Linked DNA regions of Mus musculus: region 1 is linked to region 2. A link is a contact called in public Hi-C data. All regions are on one chromosome and are shown on one strand. The core of a region is the stretch at or near the end of the contact, and the rest is flanking DNA. Distances in the headings are between cores, read along the strand shown. Region 1 overlaps Gm40607 (a long non-coding RNA gene). Region 2 has its middle 71 kb from the start of Perp.

Region 1 (5,564 bases), core at 1,315-3,814, 320 kb after region 2:
TGGATAGATTTTTGAACTGGCCAGGGCCCCAGCTCCTTAGTCTGGTCAACACTGTTGCAATATAGAGGTATCAAGGTCCTGCTGTGGCTAGGCAATGGCCCTAACCAAGGTATCTGAAGTCACTGTTTATGTCACATGAAGACATAGCACACGTGAAGTTTCTTAAACATATGTTCTTTACTAGTTCAACGTTATGTTTATATATCACGTCAGCTTTAGATCAAGGATAGCGTATGCATCCTTTAGAGAAAGCAGCCCAAGACCTGAGCTTCTTCAAACATCACATGATTGTGTGAGCTCATTGCTCTTCAATTCTTTATTCCTCATTTTGAAAAACATTCTTAGATAAGTTTACATCACTTAAAAGACAAAAGTGAAAACGCCATATCGCTTTCAAATTTATAAACAGAATATACATTTCCCCGGTTTATTTGGTAAGAGCATTTCATTTCCCATAAGCTAACAGACACAATGTAAAGTGTAGGCGCGACAGATTTAGCATAGACAAATAGAGATCAATCAAAATCAAGCAGTTGTTTGACTCCAAGGTTTCACCTTTCCTTTTGACATTTTTATTATTTAATTATTTGTGTGTGTATGAGTGTGTGTGTGTGTGTGTGTGTGTGTGTGTGTGTGTGTGTGTTCACTTGCCAGGAAGCATGTGTGGAGGCCAGAGGATGACTTGCTGGAATTAAGTTCTCTCTTTCCACCATGTGGGTCCCAGGGTCTGAATTCAGGTCCTCGGGCTTGGTGGCAAGTACCTTTGCTGGCACAAAGACGTTGGGCCAAGCCAGCTTTAGCTTAGATCCTACCATTTAATAATCATATAACCGTGGGCAAGCTTTTCAACTTTCCTAAGCCTCAGTTTCTGTCCTTGCTAGATCGAATGATGCACAGGATTCTTCTGTGGGCATGCAGTGCTAAGGTGCGTTACTCCATTCTGCACAGCCATAGTGTACAGTCAGTCAGCAGTGAGGTTTTGTTTTTCTTTTAAAGATACAAAATCTATCAGATGACTACAAGCTATCATTAAATACAACACTAAGTCTGTGTTTACAACAGTATTCTTGGGCTTTCAGTGTTCTCTGAGTATTAAGGAAACACCCTGTCTTTCCCTAAGATTGTGTTGGAAATCGTTCAGGAAAGTCATTTGTCTTTGTTCTCCTAAAGAGTTCCAGGAAAGGAAAGGCTGAAATTTTGTCGTTTTAGATCTATAGCTATCAACATACTTTCATTATCTTAAAATAGCAAGGATTTTTTCTTTTTTTGGTTTGGTTTGGTTTGGTTTTTAATGAAGCTGAACTTCACTGGGAACTATAACACCTAAAATCCGTATTGCAAATGTCTTCTTGGGCAAACTAATTGCTCAGTGGGTAAAGGTGTCCACTAAGCCTGATGACCCAAGTTAGATTTACAGAACCCACATGGGGGTTATGGCTGGGGGAACCATAATACGTGAGGAACAGTATTAAAGGGTTGTGGCAGTAGCAAGGCTGAGAATCAATGAGTTTTGACATTAGGGTTTCCACCTTCAATATCCCTAATGTCAAATATCAGGAGGGAACTGATGCTTGCAAGGTGTTCTCTGACCTACACACACACACACACACACACACACACACACACACACACACACACACATACACACACACACACACACACACACAGACACGCACACGTGCACGCACACATACACACACACACACACACACATACATACACACACACACACACTCAGACACACACACACACACTCAGACATGCACACGTGCACGCACACACACACACTCAGACACGCACACGTGCACGCACACACACACACACACACACACTCAGACACGCACACGTGCACGCACACACACACATACACACACTCAGACATGCACACGTGCACGCACACACACACACTAATTAAAAATAACAACAGTGCGTTTATTTGTAGATAAACATCATAGGCTGTGTCTTCATTCTATTTCTGTTATCCTTGATAAGGAAGGCAGAGCAGGTATCGCTCCAGCCGCAAGCAGATGAAGTACAGCTGAGAGCTGAGAAGGCTCCTGGACCCTGTTCACCTAACTAATGAGCCCAGGCAAGACACCACACCGCTGGTTACAGAGCAAACTGCCCTATCCCCACAAGCTTTCAGGGGAGCTGGAACAAGGAAGAGAACCCCTAAGCCATTCCAGTGACGTTCTTCTCAACAGATTGCATGAATTTACCCACGTAAAAATGACAAAGAGACAAAAATGAGAAGACAGCAGTATTTTGGATTTTAAGAATAACAACAACAACAAAAAATGTTACTTAGTCACACATAGGCAGTGGTGTTGCATATTTTCATGTCATGGTTATTCATATGGAAAGATTTTATTTCCCTGTACACTGTCACTTATTCTTTGCACAGTTTTCTTCATGGTTTTAATTAGTTAGTTAGTTAGTTAGTTAGTTAGTTAGTTAGGTTGGTTTTTTAGTTTAGAGGAGGGGTGTTGGTTGTTTTTTGTTTTTTCTACCCAGCCAAGTTTTAAATCTGCTCAGTGACCAGAAGAGGGCAGTATGAGCTAACAAAACAGAAACCACGCACCGCACCCTCTAAGCCACTCTGCTTGTTCTGTTCAGACTCTGTGTCACTATCAGGTTTGCAATGTTAACTAAAACACTAAAAACTCATTAAAGACAGGAACGGAAAGGGCAGAGGTGGAGGGACGAAGGGAAGGAGATGGCTTTTTAAACCTCCTTATTGGAATAAAATGAGGTGAAATGGCTGTAAGAAAACGTGTTTAAGCACTTGCTGGGTGTGGACTCTGAATTAAGTGCTGCAAAATTGCTTCCTGGAGGGAGAGAGTAAAGAATTCAGACCACTTTCAACTGGACCTGTTCTTTACAGCCTCTGTTTACCTATTTATTTAATAGAGGCTTTGGGTCCGAAGGCCATGCCAGGACCTGCCTGGGCCCCAGACACTCCAGACCCTACATGGGAATGCGCTGGTGACAAGAAGCATAAAGAATAAAAGCTAAGGGTGAAAATGCAGGTGGTGTGTTCGATGCTTGCTTAAAATGCCTACACACACATGGGTAAAACATGTCTACCCTATAGCCTTAAGGACTGGAAGAAAGAAACGTGCCCTTGATGTATTTGTAAGTTATAGAAAATATAGTTAGAGTAGTTTCTAGGTAGCGCCAGAATACAACTTGGCTTAGTCCCCATCTTTACTGTGGCATATTTGATGGGTGACTCTTCATAGTCTGAGGAGAAAACAGGAGCCAAAGAGTCAGTGTGGTAAACTGTCTCAAATGTTCAATAGTATGTAGTTCAATGGTGCATGCATTAGAAGAAAGCACTGCCTCTTGGTGTCTGGGAAGACTGAGGCAGGTTTGAGATGAAACTCAAGGGATTTTGATGGTAGCAATCAGTAGAACAGAAATACAACAAATGAGTGGGAATTTTAGGTAGAGGAAGCCTAGGTAGGCATGTGGGTTGTGTTTAGCATTGTAGAGAACAATCATTTCTAGCGTCTGGATGCCAGGTCCTTCAGGATGGAGCAAGCAGTCTGCAGGAAGGAGAGGCTGGGAGGGGCAAAAGCAAGCTTAAGAGAAAGAGACATCGCCTAGACAGCTTTGAATACACTGCACATTCACTGTGTGGATTTGATGTGGAACCATTTCCATAAAGACTTGAGCCGCCACGTGCTGTGAACCAAGAAAAAGCAGGGCACCTACAGAAAACATGTTTCCATTATATGTACATGTGTTTGTTTCATATGTGCTATGCAGCTGTACAACGATGTAGAGGGATATTGAAGGTGGAAACCCTAATGTCAAAACTCAGTGATTCTCAGCCTTCCTAGTGCCACAACCCTTTAATACTCTTCCTCATGTATTATGGTTCCTCCAGCCATAACATTATTTTCATTGCTATTTCATAACCATAATTTTGCTGCTGTTATGAATTGTAATGTAAATATCTGTGTTTTCCGGTGGTCTTTGGGGGGTTGTGATACACAGGGTAAGAAGCACTGCATTGTACCCTAGGCTGTAGATCTGAATAGCAATGTCACAGGACTGCTCCAACAGTCATTTTAACATTGTTTTTTAGCCTTTGTTAGGAGACAACAGTTGACTGCTGTTACAAAGCAACCAGCCTTCCGTTTCCTTCTGCTGTGTGACAGCATGAAAGTCTATCTCTGCCTGCGTGTGTGCATCTGAGCCTGCCTTCTAACACTGTCCCTCATGGGTATTCGTTTCAGAATTATTAGGCAAATGATAAGATTGGTCCCCCTAAAAATATGTTTCCTGGTATTTTTCACATGGTACAGAAGTGGAATTAACTGGTTTAGGATTCAGCTGAAGAAACACAGAAAATGAAACCTTGCCTGTGTGTGGGCGATGCTCCTGCACTGTGGCTGAAGGATTGCCTAGGAAGCCATCAGGGGTATATACAACACAGAAAATGCCATATTTGTCCTACCATTTTTGTTCTACCCTTTCTGGTTTTTTGTTTCCCCTGATGTGGTGCTAGTCCAATTGATCTTAAAAATCTACCCAAAGCTTAACTCCTACTGTATTAGCAACAATAACAAAAAAACAAAAAACAAAAAAAACAAAAACAGATATAGGTGATATGTTATACTCACGAAACTCCATGGATCAATAGCAGATGACTTTTGTTTTATTTATTTGTGTAGTGTACTCCACCCCCATCATTCCTTTCTATTTAAGGCTTCCTCTTCCATTTCTATGCCTAGGGCAGGACAGTCATTGTTACTACATAAAGAATGAATCTGATACTCCCAAGGTACTTGCCATTATAGGGAACAGGTGTGTGTGTGTGTGTGTGTGTGTGTGTGTGTGTGTGTGTGTGTCCTTGGTAACACATCTGTTTTATTTGTTTTGTTTTGTCTCATTTATAAAATTCAGGCAAGAATGGGCTCGTGCTCATGTGGTGGAATGAAGCCCAGCCTTTGTTAAGATTTAATGAGACAATGCTCATCACAATTTGCTCTTAAAACACGAAGCAAAGTCTTACCTGTGTTTCAGATCAGCTTTCCAGGTTGCTCACCTGAGGTGTTCTGTTGACCACTGGTGTAGGCAGCTCCATGGTTACCATACGCATGCGTCAGCTGCAGTTCCAGGCCCATCACTGAGAGAAACACATTTAATCCTCCTGGAAACCTCCATGAGAACAGGAATATTGTCCTGCCTGTTTTGGAGGAAAGGAAAGTGGGACACAGCATGGTAAGTTCTTTGCCTCAGAGCCCACAGTGACGGCACGAAAGCCCGTGCTCAGCTGCTGTACACCAGAATCTGTGTATTTGACCTGTAAACCTCGTATAGATAATTTGGAAATAATGGCCTCAATTTGCAATGGGAAACTTTTTAACTGAAAGGGAACTGCAGCCACGGAGAAGCTATTTCTCCATTCCTCAGTCCTGAATATTCCTTATCCATCTTTCCTCCCTCCCTCCCTCCTCCTTTCCTCCTTCCCTTCTTCTCTCCCTCCCTCCTTCCTTTCTTCTCTTCTCTTTCCTTTCCCTCTTCCCCTTCCGACTTCTTCTTCCTTCACATTA
Region 2 (5,441 bases), core at 2,941-5,440:
AGTTTGCCATTGGGTTAAGTCATGGAAGAAGGCTCAGGCAGGAATTTGACTTTGGGCCAAGACTCAGGAAATAGGTTCAGATTAAGAATATTTACATTTGGGCTAGTGCAAAGTTCAGAACAGGCTCAGCCAAGGAGGAGTGTGTAGCATTTCTTTTATCTTGGTCATCCCGATGAGCCCCTAGAAACAGTGTTTATGAGATTTTGTTTATTGCCTTGCTTGTTCCTTGACTATTCCTGTTTATTGCCTTGTCTGTTCCTTGACCTAGAATTGGTATAAAGGCAAACTGAGAAAAAAATAAACCCACTCCAGCCTCAGAACTCGCTGGGGTCCTGCTACAGTGTTGTCTAATTGTCTTCTTTCCCTTTTAGTCCTGCACCCTCCATAGAGACCCTGTTGACTGACTGAGCTGACTTGGTCAGATGATGCCTCAATGTCGGGTTCCAGTAAGGGGGATCCAGAGAAGGACACAGCAGGAACAGGAAGTGCATGCAGAGGAAAATCTGGGCCAGAGGTGAGAAAACCCCTAAGAATGGGGCAAGGTAATGGTAGACCGCTTTTGGTATATATGCTTAAGGATATGCTTAAAGCTAGAGGCGCAAAGATAAGTCAGAGACAAATTACCCAGGTTCTGATTTTTATAGGAGAAATCTGTCCTTGGTTCCCCGAGGAAGGTACAGTAAGTTTATAGACATGGGAGAAAGAGGGAGAAGGGATAAAAGGGTACTATACAACACATGGCCCTGAAGAAAATTTCCATAGATGCTTTTAGCCTTGGGACCTTAGTAAGGAATACCTTAGATCCTAGACATGAAAGTGTAAAATTAAGTAACATATTGGAAGATGCAGAAAGTGAAAGAAGAAGAAAGACGAATCTGTTCCATCTGCATCTCCTATTTCTGAGTTTGTAGACAAGGCAGGAAAGAGTGGTGAGCCACTTGACCCCGGAGACAAAACTGAATCGAAGAAAGGGGCTGCTAAGTACCATAATGAGGACTGGCCTCCATTTCAGGAGTCTCTTAAGGTATTTTTTGCAGTCAAGGATATCCCAGGGACAGAAGAAGATGAAACAAAAAGAATTATCTGGGCTTGTTGAATAATTTCAGCAAGTTCTCAGAGAACAAAAGAGTGGTGAAAGTTCAGATTCTGAGGAGAACGTAGTGCCAAACATGAAGATTTTGCCTCCTCCAGTGACTTTCAAGCGTAACCAAATAATCATCAGAGGTGGGTGACAGAGGGAACTGCATGAGAGAGGGAGTGAGGAAGGGAACAGGGGTGGCGATGAGGTGTGCCGAGAGGAAAGGGCCGGGACTGAAAATAGAAACAGGTGGGGGCATCTCAGGGAGTAGCTGGAGACCTGGGACTGGAGAGACTCCGGGGTGTCTTTGGGGGTGACCTTAACTGAGATTTCTACCAGAGGAGCCTATGAAGGCTGAAGTGGCCATCTCCTGTAATCAGGCAGGAATTCCAGTAGAGGGAGGGGGACATCAAACCACCCACAAAACCTTCCACACAAAATTTGTCTGGCCTAAAGTTGCACAGGGATAAAGATGAAGCAGACACAGAGGGAATGGTCAACTAATGACTGCTTCAACTGGATACCCATCCCATGTGAGGGCCAACCCCTGTCTGCTATGCTTGCAGACAGATACTTAGTATAACTGTTTCCTGAAATGCTTCATCCAGCAGGTAATAAGAACAGATGCAAAAACCCACAGTCAAGCATCAGGCAGATCTCAGGAAGTCATGTGGAAGAGTGAGGGATAGAATTGAGAGAGCCGAAGGAGTCAAGGACACCATAAGAAGACCTATAGAGTCAACTAACTTGGGCCCGCGGGGGCTCAAAGAGACTGATCACCAACCAAAAGGCATGCAGGGGTTGGACTTGGGTCCGCTGTGCATTTGTAGTAGATGTGCTGTTTCATGCTCATGTGTGTTCCCTAAGCATTGGAGAGGGAGGGCAGTCTCTGACTTTGTTGCCTGCCGTTGCCCCTCCCTCTAACTGGGCTGCTTGGTTGGGCCTCAGTAGGAGAGGATATGCTGAGTTCTGCTGGGACTAGATGTCCCAGGACAGGGTGGTACCAAGGGGGCTTCCCCTTCTCTGAGGAGAAGGGGAGGGACTGATGGGGGTTGGGATTTGTAAGGGTGGGACTGAGAAGAGATGAAGGAGGGGTTGCAATCAGGATGTAAAGTGAGTAAATAATTTAATTAAGTCAAAAGAAAAAAACCTGAGTTTAGACACATAGAGACAGTTCATTTCTGTAAATGAAAGGTTCTGAAATCCAAGTTCCCTGATGCCAACCAAGCCCCAGCCTTGTAAAATCTTTCTAGGAAATAGTAAGTAGTCAACCCTAGTTAGGTAAATTCTTTTTTTGCACAACTATGTCTAGTCTAGTTGTAGGCTTCATTTGGAAATTTTCTGCAGGCCAACTACTCAATTGTAAGAGATGGCTAGCAGCAAGATCCAGGAGGTTAGAACTCAAGGTTGATGATGGAGGTGACTTCTAGGCAGGTCTCCCTGATGCTTGACAGCCTTGTTTCTGTTCCTTCTCATATATTCCCAACATAGTCATCAGTGATCATGGAAACAAGGCCAGAACGTGCCGTTTCTGAACCTGAATATTCCCAAGCCTGAATATAACTTCAGTGACAAGATGGACGCCACTTTTCCGGGTGCCTCCGATTCCAGCACATGACACTTCATTGAGGGGAAACTAGAGAGTGGTACCGATGAAGACTTCAGTCATTGTAGCTTGTTGTCCATAAGGACTTCGGTCTTCATAGCTCACATTCACAGAGAACTATGTCACCATAGGAACCTCGGTCATCACAGCTCACACTTCACAGGGCCCTCTGCTGCCATAGTTCACTGCTCATAGGGACCTCAGTCACGATAGCTTACTGTTCACAAGGGCCTTGGTCACTATAGTTCACTGTCTGTGGGGACCTCAGTCATTGTAGTTCAGTGTTCATAGGGATTTCGGTCACCATAGCTCACTCTTCACAGGGCTTTTTGTTGAGATTCTCCTTTAGGCTACAACATCCTGTTCTTGGATGACCTAAAGCCACCGTCTTAGAGGATTTGCCATTCAGTTTTCAATCAAAGCAATTCTGTAAATTCACACTAAAAACGAAGCAAAGGAAGTAGAGGCTACACTTGAGTGAAAGCCCTGTCCATCTGATGCCATCTCCAGAGACAGCATCTCCTCTCCACTTCTCGCACTCCAGTCAGTCTCTAGCCCCTTGTTAGAACAACTGGATCTACTTTCTGGGGTGAGGCAGAGACAGACAGACAGGTAAATAAAAATGCAGAGACACACACAGTGTCTCTGGAGGGAGAGGATGAAAAAAAGGGAGAGGGAGAACCTGGTGTACGGTTGTACCAAATAAGAGGAAAAGGAAGACAGGATGGAGGAGGATTTAAAAAGGATTAAGAGACACAGTGGATTTGCTGATGGGTTGTGGAATGAAAAATGGTTTTCAAGGTCCTCTGAGTTGCTTTGGGGAGTAGTATCATTGTTCATAGTCTCTCTCCCTCCCTCTCTCCCTCCCTCCCTCCCTCCCTCCCTCCCTCCCTCCCTCCCTCCCTCCCTCTCCCTCCTTTCTCCCTCTCTGTCTTTCTCTCCCCCTCTTTGTCTCTGTCTCTATCTGTCTTTCTCTCTCTCTCTCTGTGGGAAAAGTTCCTTGCTATAGAAAAAATATGTATCTGTACCATTATATCAAGTATATTTTACTTTTACCTTTAAAATCTCTCTCTGAGGGTTAGGGGTATAGTATAGTGGTACAGTGTTCATCCAATCACCAGCATTGCCAACAGCCAGTTCCATGCCCCCTTTTGCTAGTCCAGTAAATTTAAAATTAATCAGGGCGAGCTGAAAGGGAGATTCAGGAATCCACAAATCCTATGGAAGAGTTTACAGGCTGTGAACTTACAACAAAGATTTGTTTTAGGCTCAGATTTTTCTGTATTCAATTTGGGAACAAACTATTCCATCTGCCTGAGAGAAATAAAAATCTTAAGGGGAAGGAGTAGCTTTGAACACTGGGACTTTAACCATGAAGAGAGACAATATCAATTATTGCTCGCCTATAGTCAAGCAGGACCCAGTTCACTGTCAGACACTTGAAACAGTCTGAACCCAGCTATTTGGTTGAGTATATAAATTGACCACCAGATGGCAGCATATGATTTTTAAAAGAAACACTACTCCCCTCCCCCCACCTTCCAGCCCCTGCACACCACCCCCACACCTCCAAAGTGTACACAGAGAGGTAGACATCACCCATAGTGAACATTTTTCTTCTTGTTCCTAAAATTGGAATGAAATGAGGAATAACACAGAGAAGTAAGAAACAGAAGGAAAGAAGTAAGCTGAAGGAAACGTGGGAGGGAGAAGATTTAAAAAGAAACTAAAAGAAAAAAGAAAAAAAAGAAGCATATCCAACTAGATGACAGTTCATCACAAACGACAACGGGCGGGCTGCTGATGTAGGAAAGTTCCGAGGGAGGAAACGGTGCTATAACCACAGGCATTCACAGCCTACATGTGTGAGTGAGTACAAGATAGACTCTTGACCTTCTTCTAAAAGCAGCTGTCTCCTTGGGAAACTACAAGAATGAGTTTACATTTTCAACATGTTTTCTTTTCTTTAAGGCTCGAGTTACCTGAATTCTCCATTTGTATTTGAAACTTATTTTAATCAGTGTTCTTCAAGGAGGTCATGCACACTGGATTCCATGGTTGGACATGCAAGTAAGGGAAGTGACTCAAGACAGCAGAAAGTATTCAGACACATACCAACAGGGATGCATCCATGTAATAAAGAGGAAAGACACACACCAACAGGGATGCATCCATGTAATAAAGAGGAAAGACACACACCAACAGGGATGCATCCATGTAATAAAGAGGAAAGACACACACCAACAGGGATGCATCCATGTAATAAAGAGGAAAGACACACACCAACAGGGATGTATCCATGTAATAAAGAGGAAAGACACATACCAACAGTGATGTATCCATGTAATAAAGAGGAAAGACACACACCAACAGGGATGCATCCATGTAATAAAGAGGAAAGACACACACCAACAGGGATGCATCCATGTAATAAAGAGGAAAGGAGAAGGAGCTTTGAGCCAAGAAGCTCATGACCTGAGAGGGATTCTCGGGATCTGTCTCTGACTCTCCACGGACCACAACCACTACCCAAGACCATTCTTCAACTTCTTCAACTACTCTCTCTTTCCTAACTAACTAGTATGTCTCGAGAGTGTAAGATGGGACAGATCTCACATAGTGGTGATAGGCTTGGGCATTGAGGCTTCTTTGAGTAGGGCTTTCTACCTCTACAGTAACGACATCTTGGATTGGATAATTCTTTGTGTACTCTTTCCATTATAGCATAGTTAGTAGCCTTCTGGCTGCCACTTGCTG

Evidence for each region. Hi-C and Micro-C count contacts between places; a contact is called where the count stands out from the background.
Region 1: a Hi-C map of double positive thymocytes shows a contact between it and region 2, with 3 times the contacts expected there. The contact joins two enhancer-like sites. A contact is called at or near these places in 1 of 15 datasets of contacts at CTCF or cohesin (large pre-B cells), 63 of 484 Hi-C or Micro-C datasets (the AML12 cell line, B cells, the Ba/F3 cell line and 31 more), 4 of 115 datasets of contacts at active chromatin or transcription factors (the HPC-7 cell line, T-cell acute lymphoblastic leukemia, Th17 cells and 1 more) and 1 of 9 other capture datasets (embryonic stem cells).

The regions. Positions count from the first base shown.
Region 1 is chr10:19,237,642-19,243,205 of GRCm38.p6, forward strand. It overlaps Gm40607 (a long non-coding RNA gene), which reads right to left. Exons shown (of 3, transcript XR_871478.1): 2 at 5,024-5,197. Among named protein-coding and RNA genes, the nearest start is that of Gm40607, 3.1 kb to the right of the region's middle. Within about 2 kb of position 2,565, at least 14 of the 459 cell types and tissues checked have an H3K27ac peak or open chromatin away from gene starts, as enhancers often do. A contact at or near this core is called in CD8 T cells, the HPC-7 cell line, the P5424 cell line and 3 more, where this site is marked.
Region 2 is chr10:18,913,026-18,918,466 of GRCm38.p6, forward strand. No RefSeq gene overlaps it. Among named protein-coding and RNA genes, the nearest start is that of Perp, 71 kb to the left of the region's middle. Within about 2 kb of position 4,191, at least 53 of the 459 cell types and tissues checked have an H3K27ac peak or open chromatin away from gene starts, as enhancers often do. A contact at or near this core is called in CD8 T cells, the HPC-7 cell line, the P5424 cell line and 3 more, where this site is marked.